Linked DNA regions of Anas platyrhynchos: region 2 is linked to region 1. The links are chromatin contacts, called in public Hi-C maps. All regions are on one chromosome and are shown on one strand. The core of a region is the stretch at or near the end of the contact, and the rest is flanking DNA. Distances in the headings are between cores, read along the strand shown. Region 1 has its middle 7.4 kb from the start of TH. Region 2 overlaps KCNQ1 (potassium voltage-gated channel subfamily Q member 1).

Region 1 (4,976 bases), core at 1,523-4,022:
ACAGTTAATAGTTGCCAGTAGATGTAGAAATTGACTGAAGTGTTTGGTCCTAGCCTCCTTTCAGATGAGTGAGCCCTAAAACAAGGGGAGGTAGGGCTATGGGTCCGTGTGGCTGGTTCCAAGGTGCTCACCTTGCTTGCTTTCCATCGTGGCTGTCTGATCCTCTCCTGTTTCCAACCACAACCCTTCTCCTTTGGCTTCGCACTACATATTTTCCAAAGCATTCTGATTTTTCGGAGCTGTGCCCTCCAGCTGAAGGCAGATCCATGCCTCTCTGGCACTCTTGGGAACCTTCATCTCCTGGCCTCACCTTCGAGAGTAATGCCAAAGGAAAGTCATCCTCTGTGATGCCTTCATGGCCAAAAGAGGTTCCAGGGCAGTGGGGAATTTAGCTTGCTTTCAGAAACCTGAGAAATGCCTCCTCTTGTCTGTAGTCTGATTTTCTATCGGTCTTTGCCTTGTTCAATACATGTGGAAAAGGGATTGGTGTTACTGCTTTCTTTTTTTTTTTTTTTTTTTACAAGTCCTTTGAAGTCCCAGCACTAAGAGGTCTGCAGTGACCTGGATCCTGCAACTCTTTCTCTAGATGAAAAGAGAAAGGTGAGGGCATGCCCCTCATGCTCATCCACCCGTGCCATGCAGTAAGACATAATTTATCTCATTTGTGGCATCCTCAAATCAGTGAAAGGGAAGCAGCAGTAAGGGATCCAAAGCAAGTTCCCATAACCCTTTCCAAGGGGCTGGGGATGTTTCACAGTGTGTTGGTGTGGTCCTAGCAGCACCAAAATTGATGGTGTGGGAACAAAAGAGACTTTGAGCCATTGCAACTGGTCCCCCTGACAAGTAGGACCTGCACCACGGGGGTGCACAGCATGGCTGGGGTGGCTCTGCACCCCACATTTGCTCTAGGATCATTCCCAGTTGCTCACTCCTCATTCCTCTAGCTGTGGGGGGAGGGAAATTATGCTGGAAGAAGCCCAGGGTTTTTCATCAGTGTTTGCCTAGCACTTTCCTGTTTCATGAACGTGTCACTTTGACATAGATACTCCTCCTTCCCCTAGTCCTTTTAGCCCCTTTCTCGTCTTCCATAGCAGCAGTTCTGGCTCAGCCAGGTGGAGCAGTGCCATGCAGTCCGTGCTACTTCCACGTGCACGCAGAATTGCCGACTTCTTACTCCCTCTCTCCTCGGGCACTGGAGGATAAAAACCATCTGCCTGTCAGACAAAAGGTCTGATGTGATTTTAGCATTAGGAGTCACACAAAGGGTCTCAGACCTATGAAAATGTCACCGTATTGACTTCATACAAATGTTTATTCATAGTTCTGTTTATAGGCAGAACGGCGTTTTGCATTCAGCCTCAAATGGATGAGATCTATTATGTAGATGCAACCAGTTCTGCATTGGAAATTGGCGCCAGCATTTCGCAGTGAAGTCAATGCTTACCTATTGATTCACATCTGCTCGGGATCTTATCTGTTATTCCTAACAGGTAGCTGTCAAGTAAATACATGGGAAAATATTTCCCTTTTCTTTTCAGAGGAGGAATTCAAATGCATTACCCATGGCAAGGTTCATGTTTCCCAGCAGGCTTAAGAGGATGACTCATCAAAGCCCTCTGCTTGTCTTCTGGATCTTCAAAGTGTATCAACAGCGTTTTATTGATCCATAGTCATGGAAAGTAAAGAAAGAAAAGAATCAGAGATCTGTACTGGTACAATATGCCTGACTTGAGTAATTCTACCGTTAAGCTACTGGGATGACACGATGGAAAAGCAGGGTCTACAATATATTTCCTGTTCTCCCACTTCTAGAACAGTCTTCTACAAATACAGATACTTTAATCTAATGAAGAAAATATAAGGATCAGTAGCTGGAAGTTAGACAAAAAAGACAAGTTCAAGGTAGCAGTAGGAGGCAAGTTTTTAACAGTGAGGGTGAGCAAACCCATGAGGGAAGCTTTGTGCCCCTTTGCTTGAAGTTTCCTAACCAGAATGGGATACTCACCTGAAGATCGTGTCCATCAGACATGGTAGCATGGTAGACCCCTGTTGTCTCCTCACAGAACAAAATGGCTGAGGTCCTTCTACCCTGCACCTAGCAAAGACCTGGCCTTGGAAACCTGACATTTGTAGTGAGAAAAGACAGGTTAAAAAAAAGAAAACCACCATCCCTACAGAGGAAGTCTTTAGCCTTCTCACGTGTACCAGCTGGGAAAATGCGTGTTTCTGCATCACGAAATGTGGTGGAAATTACGTGTTTTAAGTGCTCATCCTCTCCTCTTTCCAAGGCTGGTGGGGGCAGTGCCTGTCTCAGGAGAGTTAATAGTACTTTCACTTATTTAATTTACATCAGGGACGTGCTAGACTGCAACAAGGCTTGCTTTTAAAAGAGGAAAGGAACCATAGAAAGAATATGAGGTTAGAAAAAAAACAGATATCCATTTTTCTGTCTCCTCCTCATTCTTACCCCCAAAACAACTCCAGAATCAAATAAATGCCTTTGGGGGGCAAGCTCACATGCAATTTTCTCCAGCAATCTCCTCTTTCTCATATTGCTGCCTGCCTCTCCCATCGGTTTGCCTTTGCCCGCCTACGTCCGACCTGCAGTCAGAGAAGCCTGGCCATAGCCTGGAGGGATTTGCCTTGTGCCTTTAGTGGGATCGCGCTCAGTTTCCCTTATCAGTCCCTGGTAGGGCCATGTGTTTTGTCTCTGCTCCCCCTCCCTGCAGATGTGTGGTTGAGGGCAACGGGAGACAAGGGGTCCTTGTAAGTGACTTATGATAATTGCAGAGCAGCAACTGCTCTGAAAATCTAAATTCCTCCCTGACATTTCCAGTCTAAAGCTCCCACTGACTCAGCTTCTGCTTGTGATATTTAAACAAGGATTATCTCCTTTTTTATTCTTTTCTTTTTGATAATGGGATTGCAGAAGGTTAGTTTAACACTTTCCTATGGTTTGCTTGGCTGATACAGATCCAGTGCTCTTCAGGACTGTAAGCAAATCCCTGCTTCCCAAGTCACTCCTTTGGCATGACTGGGATGAAAGAAAGTTCCTGTGATACACAAATAAATAAATCTTTCTCTGGTTTGTTGTCTTTTGCAAATATTTCTTCAGCACGAGTTTATCATACTAGGAACTTTACTAGTTCTGGGTGTAAAAAGACTTATCCCATTGCCTTCAGCACAACTGTGCCAGGCTTATCCCCTCTGAAACTTCAGGTAATCCATCTTGTGGTATTTTTTTGTATACTAAAAGGGATTTTATTTTGTAGGGATACTGAGCAGTATCTGCGTAAATGAACCCTATAGAAAGCTGCGGGCACTTTTTGATGCCTGAGCCCCAAGTGCAGCAGCGTAGGGAGAGAACATGCTAAGCAAATCTGTAATGAGGTCCTCGAGACTGCTCCGAAAAACCTGGCAAATGTCCCTCTCACCCTGCCTTCAAATTCTCACTAGCTGGGAGAAATGAAAGGGAAGGCATGGACAGATAAGAAAACCAGAGCAGAAAGAGGTACAGAAAGCTGAGGGATGTGCCCTTGGAAAGAGAAAAGGAAAAGCACAGACCGAGGAGGAAAAGAAACCTTCAAGGGAAAGCAGTGCTAACAGCCTCAGTCAGAGAGCTTGGAAAAGCATAAAAAGTTACCAATGCAAAAAAAAACTTTGAACATTTGAGGTTGTGAGAACTTCTTGAGCTGAAGAACCTTCAAAATGCACCATTTCCATCCATCTCCCAGGTAAATGCTGCCTAGATTGTATTCTCTGACCATGTACTGTTCCAGGACCTGAGCATCCTTGAGGCATTTCTTCTTCTCATGTGTTTATCATTTGTGTCTAGCTGCTGTCTCTATTTCAGATTTTGCTGCTCTGTGGGAAGGTGACAAAGGCTCTCCATCCATTCAGAAACTACCTGGCTGGCAAGGGACAGCACCGCAGGGATGGGATGGGGGGAGCCAAAGGGGGCCGGGATGCAGTCCCAGATCCCCGCCCTAGTGCTGGGCATTTTGGAAGTGACTAAGCAAAACCTGAGCATTCCCTTTTGCTTTTCAAAGAGACAGAGGGATTAGGAAGGCAGAAAGGGGACTTTCAAATAGGTTCAGATCGGGGTGAACTGGGCAAATATAAGCAGGGCAGATAGAGGAAAGCCCGGAGAAGGCAGGCACGTGGCTTTGGGCTGGACCCGGCGGAGGTTTGGGATGGGAGCAGGCAGCCGAAGCACTGACGTTGGCAGCGGCTGTGTCTCACCGCAGCCCCTATCGCAGCACCGCAGTCGGGCAAAGCAAACATGGCCCTAAATGGAGCCCTCTGGCTGCCCTGCCGATAAGCAGCACACGCTGGTAGCGGTGACAGTTGCCTGTTGTTCCCCGTGACGCAGCTCTGCTTTTCAGCCCCAACCATGCGTGGAGAAGGTCTCTGCTAAGCCCCTGTTTGATCAGAGCCGGTGATGCTCAGACCGCAGCCCTGCTCTTAGATGAGCCAAAGGTGGGGGCTGGTGCAGCCCCCCTGCCCGTTTTGGGTCAGTGTCATCAGCTCACGTCCCACACCTCGTGGCAAACCTCAGGGACCTCATCCAGGGCAGGGGAGATGCAGGGCCACTCCAGACCTTGGATGGGCAGGCAGTCTGGTCTCCATCTTCACCTCCAAGATGTAAGACACCTTTTATGTTATTCCCACTGGTTTTCTTCTGGGATATTCATATCTGTGGTCCCAAACAGGAACACTGGGCAGACACGTGGCCATGGTGGCCTTCAGAGGGACCTCAACAGGCTGGAGAGGTGGGCAGGTGGGAACCTCACAAAGCTCAGCAAGTGAAAATGCAAAGTCCTGCCCCTGGGGAGGAATCACCCTAAGCACCAGTACGTACTGCGGGACAACCAGCAGGAAAGCAGCTTTCTGTGGAGCCCTGGAGTTGCTGATGGACCTGGCTGGACCCAGCACCAAGAAGTCTGCTCTGCTTGAGCTCCACCCGGAGAACTTTT
Region 2 (4,750 bases), core at 741-3,240, 150 kb after region 1:
GAACATCCATCTCTTAGAGCCACTGGTTAGGGCACTTAAACCTGGATTTATTTTCCATCTGTTGTGTTTCGAGGCAATTTGAGAGATGCTTTGAAGGTCAGCTTTGAGCTATGTTTAAGGAGATGCAATAAATGTCAGGATTTTTGGTTCAAAGAGCATTTTTTTTTCAACTTAAGTCAGCTTAGTTCTGCCTCTTACACAATGACAACTGTGTTTACTTGATCTTGCCTATGTAGATGGTAAACTGAGAACTGGAGTTGCCTTTGATAAGGCGAGGGACCCACATGTATCCCTGTAATGTCGCTATTATTCAAGCTATAGGATGCTTGTATAGTCTACTTACCACCATACCCAGTGCGCTGTTCTGAAATGTGCTTTTCCAAGGTGAGCCGTAGTTCAGTCGTTCTGTCTGGATCCTCTGGTGTTACGTGATCCACCAAAATAAAATGGGAATGGTTGTGGTCCAGTGAATACAGTGGGCCTTGGACATTATCATCTGACTGGTAATGTACAAGGCTTTCATCCTAGAGATAGGAGAGATGTGAGCATTTTTCTACAAAGAACAGTCTGCATTTCTATGTGCTTCATCTCCCTTTTTCATGTTATCTGTGCCATGACATAGAGCACCACTTTTCAGACACTTGAATAGCCTCTATGAAAAGGAAGGAGTATTTGTTTCTTCTGAAAGGTGCTAGATGTGATAGCCTGAAAGCTGAAGTCCCTGAAGTTCCCCTCTCAGGCTCTGCAAAATATACTGACATTAGGAATCATCTCTAGAACAAAGGCATTTGTGCAGAGGTGCTGCAAGTGCTTGCACAAATGTTTGGGGCCATGAGACTAGATAACTGTGAGTGATGCCTTAATGTCTCAGATGTTTGTGCCCGATTTTAGACAAGGGCAAACCTGTTCATTTCAGTAACATTTTCACCATGCTTAGACCAGTAGATAAGTCAGCCTGCTATACATCCATATAGATTTAAACACAGCTTGGTTTAATTTACATGGTTATGTGAGGTCTCATGGTTATTCTTAATGTGGAAGCTGCATTCTAAAAATGTGACAGAGCATGCAGGTACAGGTAGGGATTCTTGCCCTCTCAGCAGCTCTGGGAAGAGTAGAAATGTCAGAGGCTGTTCCGGGAGGGGGGGGAAGTAGTAAATTTGCATGTCCTTTACAGACAGCTAGTGCCACAAATTTCTCTTGCCTCCCTCCTGCTCCTGTCTCATTGGGGAAGGTTACCTTGAAGCAGTTACTTGCTTTCATGTTTTGTTTAGATGGAGGTTGTGCCTATATTCTGCTGCCGTGTAACATTAAGCCTACTTGCCAGAGAGATGTGGCCTTAGATTGGGACCCCGGTACACAACAACCAACTGAAAAAAAATCTCTCAGGGATTTTCCTGTGTCCACTGAAAATGCAGAAGCAGTTGTTCAAGGTTCTTTAATGCATGCCAGTAACACAGAAATGAAGGAGTGACCCACTGATATTGGGCCTTGTTTTTCTCCTTGCTACTGTGAATTCTTAGCTCTATTTTGTACAACAAGCTGTTTGTGTTAGTGTCAACTATAAGAAGAACTGGGTTTAGGTCAATATCCTTGTCTATAGCTCTTTTTTTGTCCTAAAGTTTCTAAGATCTAGGGTGTTCTTGGGTAGAAGCAGTGCCAGAAGTCAGAGGGTCAAGAGTGCTCTCCACCTACTCTTTGACAAAGAATTTGAGCTTTAGTCAAGAGGGAGAAAATCTAACGCAGTAAAAAGAATGGTGCACTTATTTTGTAGCTACTGTTTGGGAAAGATCCAGGTGTGTTTTGATCACTTAGATTGGGAGGGAGGTGAAGCAACTAGTTTGCTCTTGCCAAAGGAACTTTTCTAAACAAAATTCCCTAATGAGATTCTTTCCTCTGAGCCACACAAATAGGTTCAAGTCTTCCAGCTGGAGAGCCTCATCTGACAGAGCACATTGATACCTGTCCTTGGCAAAAGGGATGGAAAAGAGAGAAAACTAATGACAATAAAATGCAAATACAGTCTGGCAGCCTCCCTGCTGATAGCTGGTACTTGCCAGCTTATCTGAGAGAACTAGGTGCAAGTTCAAAGGGCTGTGTTTGTTACCTGCTTTTCAGCTTCTGTAGGAAAGTAAAATAACACAGAAAGTGTTGTTGTCACTACTATACACCCATTTTACTGTTATAATAGTCTGCTTAGGACAGACAGTGCAGTGACAAGAATGTCATTAATTCCCTTTTCCACCTCCAAGTCAATTCAGCATCAACTTGGCATTTGCAACGACTCTTCTGATTTTTTTTTTTACTTTTTTTGTTAGTGTGTATTTTATTGTTGTTTTGTGTGTACTTTTTTTTTTTCCCCTCTCACAAACTTCAATTGCTTTGATCTGAATTCTGAAGTCCCCAGAACTCTCACCAACTAAACAAAGTCTTGTATGGCTAGCACTTTTGGCCCAGCATGTAGAGAAGGTTTTGTGTATTAGACACCAGTTCAGTGACTGGCCAGGAGAACTTGAAATAATTACGATTCGGTTTCATACTAGGATATTCAGTTTTTACAGTATTTCTGAAATAGCTTGGAATTCTGCCGTAGATGAACAAGGAGAAAAAAAGCTTTCAGGCATCCTATGATGTGTGCTGTTCCTCAGGTTCACCCTATTGCCAGCTACTGAGCTAATGGCCAATCCTGCCACCTGGTGGATATTTGCAGATTTGCTGCCAAGTTTAACGCACGAGGCATGGAAGCAGTAGGGTCTAACGATTCTTCGTGCTCATTGCTAAGGTCTTTCCCTAAAACACCCTTTGAATCCCACTTTTAAGACAGCACGATGTTTTGCTGCCTACTACTTCCAAATTTTGTAAATGTGAAGTTCACTTCTGAACAATCCTGTCTCACAAGTAGAATAAAAGGAAAAATACCTTTGCGTTCTCCAGAATTTCTCTGTGCTGAATTTTTCCGAGGGAAGTTATTCCTATGGCAATCACTCTTACTTTGGATGAAGCACTAGCCAGTGCGTGATCTCGGACTGCTTGCACTAAGTGTCTTGTTATTCCAACACGTAAAGCACTGGTAAAAATCCAGGCATCTGAAAATATTTTAATTGTTAGACAATTTCTTTGTAATTGGACAGGTTTGTGTGTCAAGTAACATTATGGGAAGTACTAGATTTAAGTTTTGTTTAGATAATTGGATAAGCTGCAAACAGATCTTGATACACTGTAATTTTTAGAATTAAAAGACATACAAGGAATGTAAGGCTTTAACAAGGGAAAGAGGAAATTGTGCCCAAGCAGGTGTGCTTTACATATCCTGCCAGCCATCTTTACTCTAATGTAAATATGCTTATCTACAGTGCTGTTTCCAGACAGGAGTAAATGTCTACTGTCTAAATAGGATCAGCAACATCACTACACTAGGCAGGTCTGCATGAGGAAGGGGCAAAGGGATGGAGAGGAAAAAGTTGTTGGCTTGAAATGAGGACCAGATAGGGAGAGGTGAACTGATATTTTCATTTCATTTTGCAGCTATTTTCACAAAGATAATAGAAGATATATCATCTTAAATATTAGCCACTTCTTTTCAGATTTCCAGACCTGATTTTTGTTTGTTTGTTTTTAAATGCATTTCCCTACTCTTGTAATTCATGTGTACAGCCAGGGAGAAGGTGAGCTGACTTATTTTCTGCTATGTTAGACATTAATGTTAAGCATTAACAAGGCCCTTTTGTTTAAACTTGACTCTAAATATTAAGTCTTCTGTTTCACTAATAAAGTACATTTCTTACATTTGCAGAAAAATATTCAAAAAATATAAACAATTGTAACAGGATTTTGTTAACTAAAAAGTAAGAATGGAGAGAAAAAGAGTTACTTTTGACCAAATTAAGCTATGCTAAGAGTTGTTTTGTTACAACTTAAAAGTTGGACAACATATTTGGTCCTATCTCTGCAATCTTTCTATTGTCGTCTTTGAGAGAATAACCTCAGGTAATTTTACACTTAAGAAATGATTGTCTGGAGTAATTTGGTTTGAAATAGCTTATTTTTGCTATTTGTAATACAATAACTTATTATAACAACATATATAAATAAAAGCTATTTAAATGCAAGTTGTAGGCTGCATTCGGCAAAGCCTCGAACTTCTAAAATAATCATGTGAGTGGGACCATTGATGCTAAAAGATCATTAGGTGTGAGAATATAGCAATGTAAATTTCTCCTTTAATGCCCAAAGCACTAACCTGTGCTTTGAGCTGCTTTTATGAGTCCTTTTTTTAAGGTGTCTCGTAGCCAAGGCTTCATCTGGAAATTTTCTTCTTCCCCTACTAAAGAGACGACCAAATTGGGAGCAGGTAGCTTCCATTTGTTGAGCATAACTTCAAATATAATTCCAGGATGAATAGTACACGGGACCTTAATAAACTTCAATAAACAAAACAAAAAATACTGAATAATAATAGTACAGTAGGATACAGTATTTTTCATGGTGAATACAGAGGTAAACGTATCATAATAATTAAATGTTTATTAGTACTCCTTGGGAACAAATTATTTGAGCGAGACCTGATAAGAAAACTAAGTTCCAGGATTAATTTAGCAGGTTTCTGCAAAATTTTCATCTTGTTAATCAGGTCAGTTCCATGGCTTCATTCTGCATTAAAGACTGATATTATCATTCTCTCCTTTAATGTTGCTACTCTTCTTTAACTGCCTCAGTTCCTCAGCAGTTTAGCAAAGCCAAGAAATCTCTT

The links. Hi-C and Micro-C count contacts between places; a contact is called where the count stands out from the background.
Region 2: a contact with region 1 is called in a Hi-C map of subcutaneous adipose tissue, with 2.3 times the contacts expected there. The contact joins two enhancer-like sites. A contact is called at or near these places in 3 of 8 Hi-C or Micro-C datasets (liver, skeletal muscle and subcutaneous adipose tissue).

The regions. Positions count from the first base shown.
Region 1 is chr5:28,381,004-28,385,979 of IASCAAS_PekinDuck_T2T, forward strand. No RefSeq gene overlaps it. Among named protein-coding and RNA genes, the nearest start is that of TH, 7.4 kb to the left of the region's middle. Within about 2 kb of position 2,773, at least 2 of the 8 cell types and tissues checked have an H3K27ac peak or open chromatin away from gene starts, as enhancers often do.
Region 2 is chr5:28,536,286-28,541,035 of IASCAAS_PekinDuck_T2T, forward strand. All of the region lies in intron 1 of KCNQ1 (potassium voltage-gated channel subfamily Q member 1), which reads left to right. It overlaps TRPM5 (transient receptor potential cation channel subfamily M member 5), which reads right to left. Exons shown (of 26, transcript XM_013099790.5): 4 at 4,241-4,421; 5 at 2,920-3,086; 6 at 344-524. Among named protein-coding and RNA genes, the nearest start is that of TRPM5, 16 kb to the right of the region's middle. Within about 2 kb of position 1,991, at least 1 of the 8 cell types and tissues checked has an H3K27ac peak or open chromatin away from gene starts, as enhancers often do.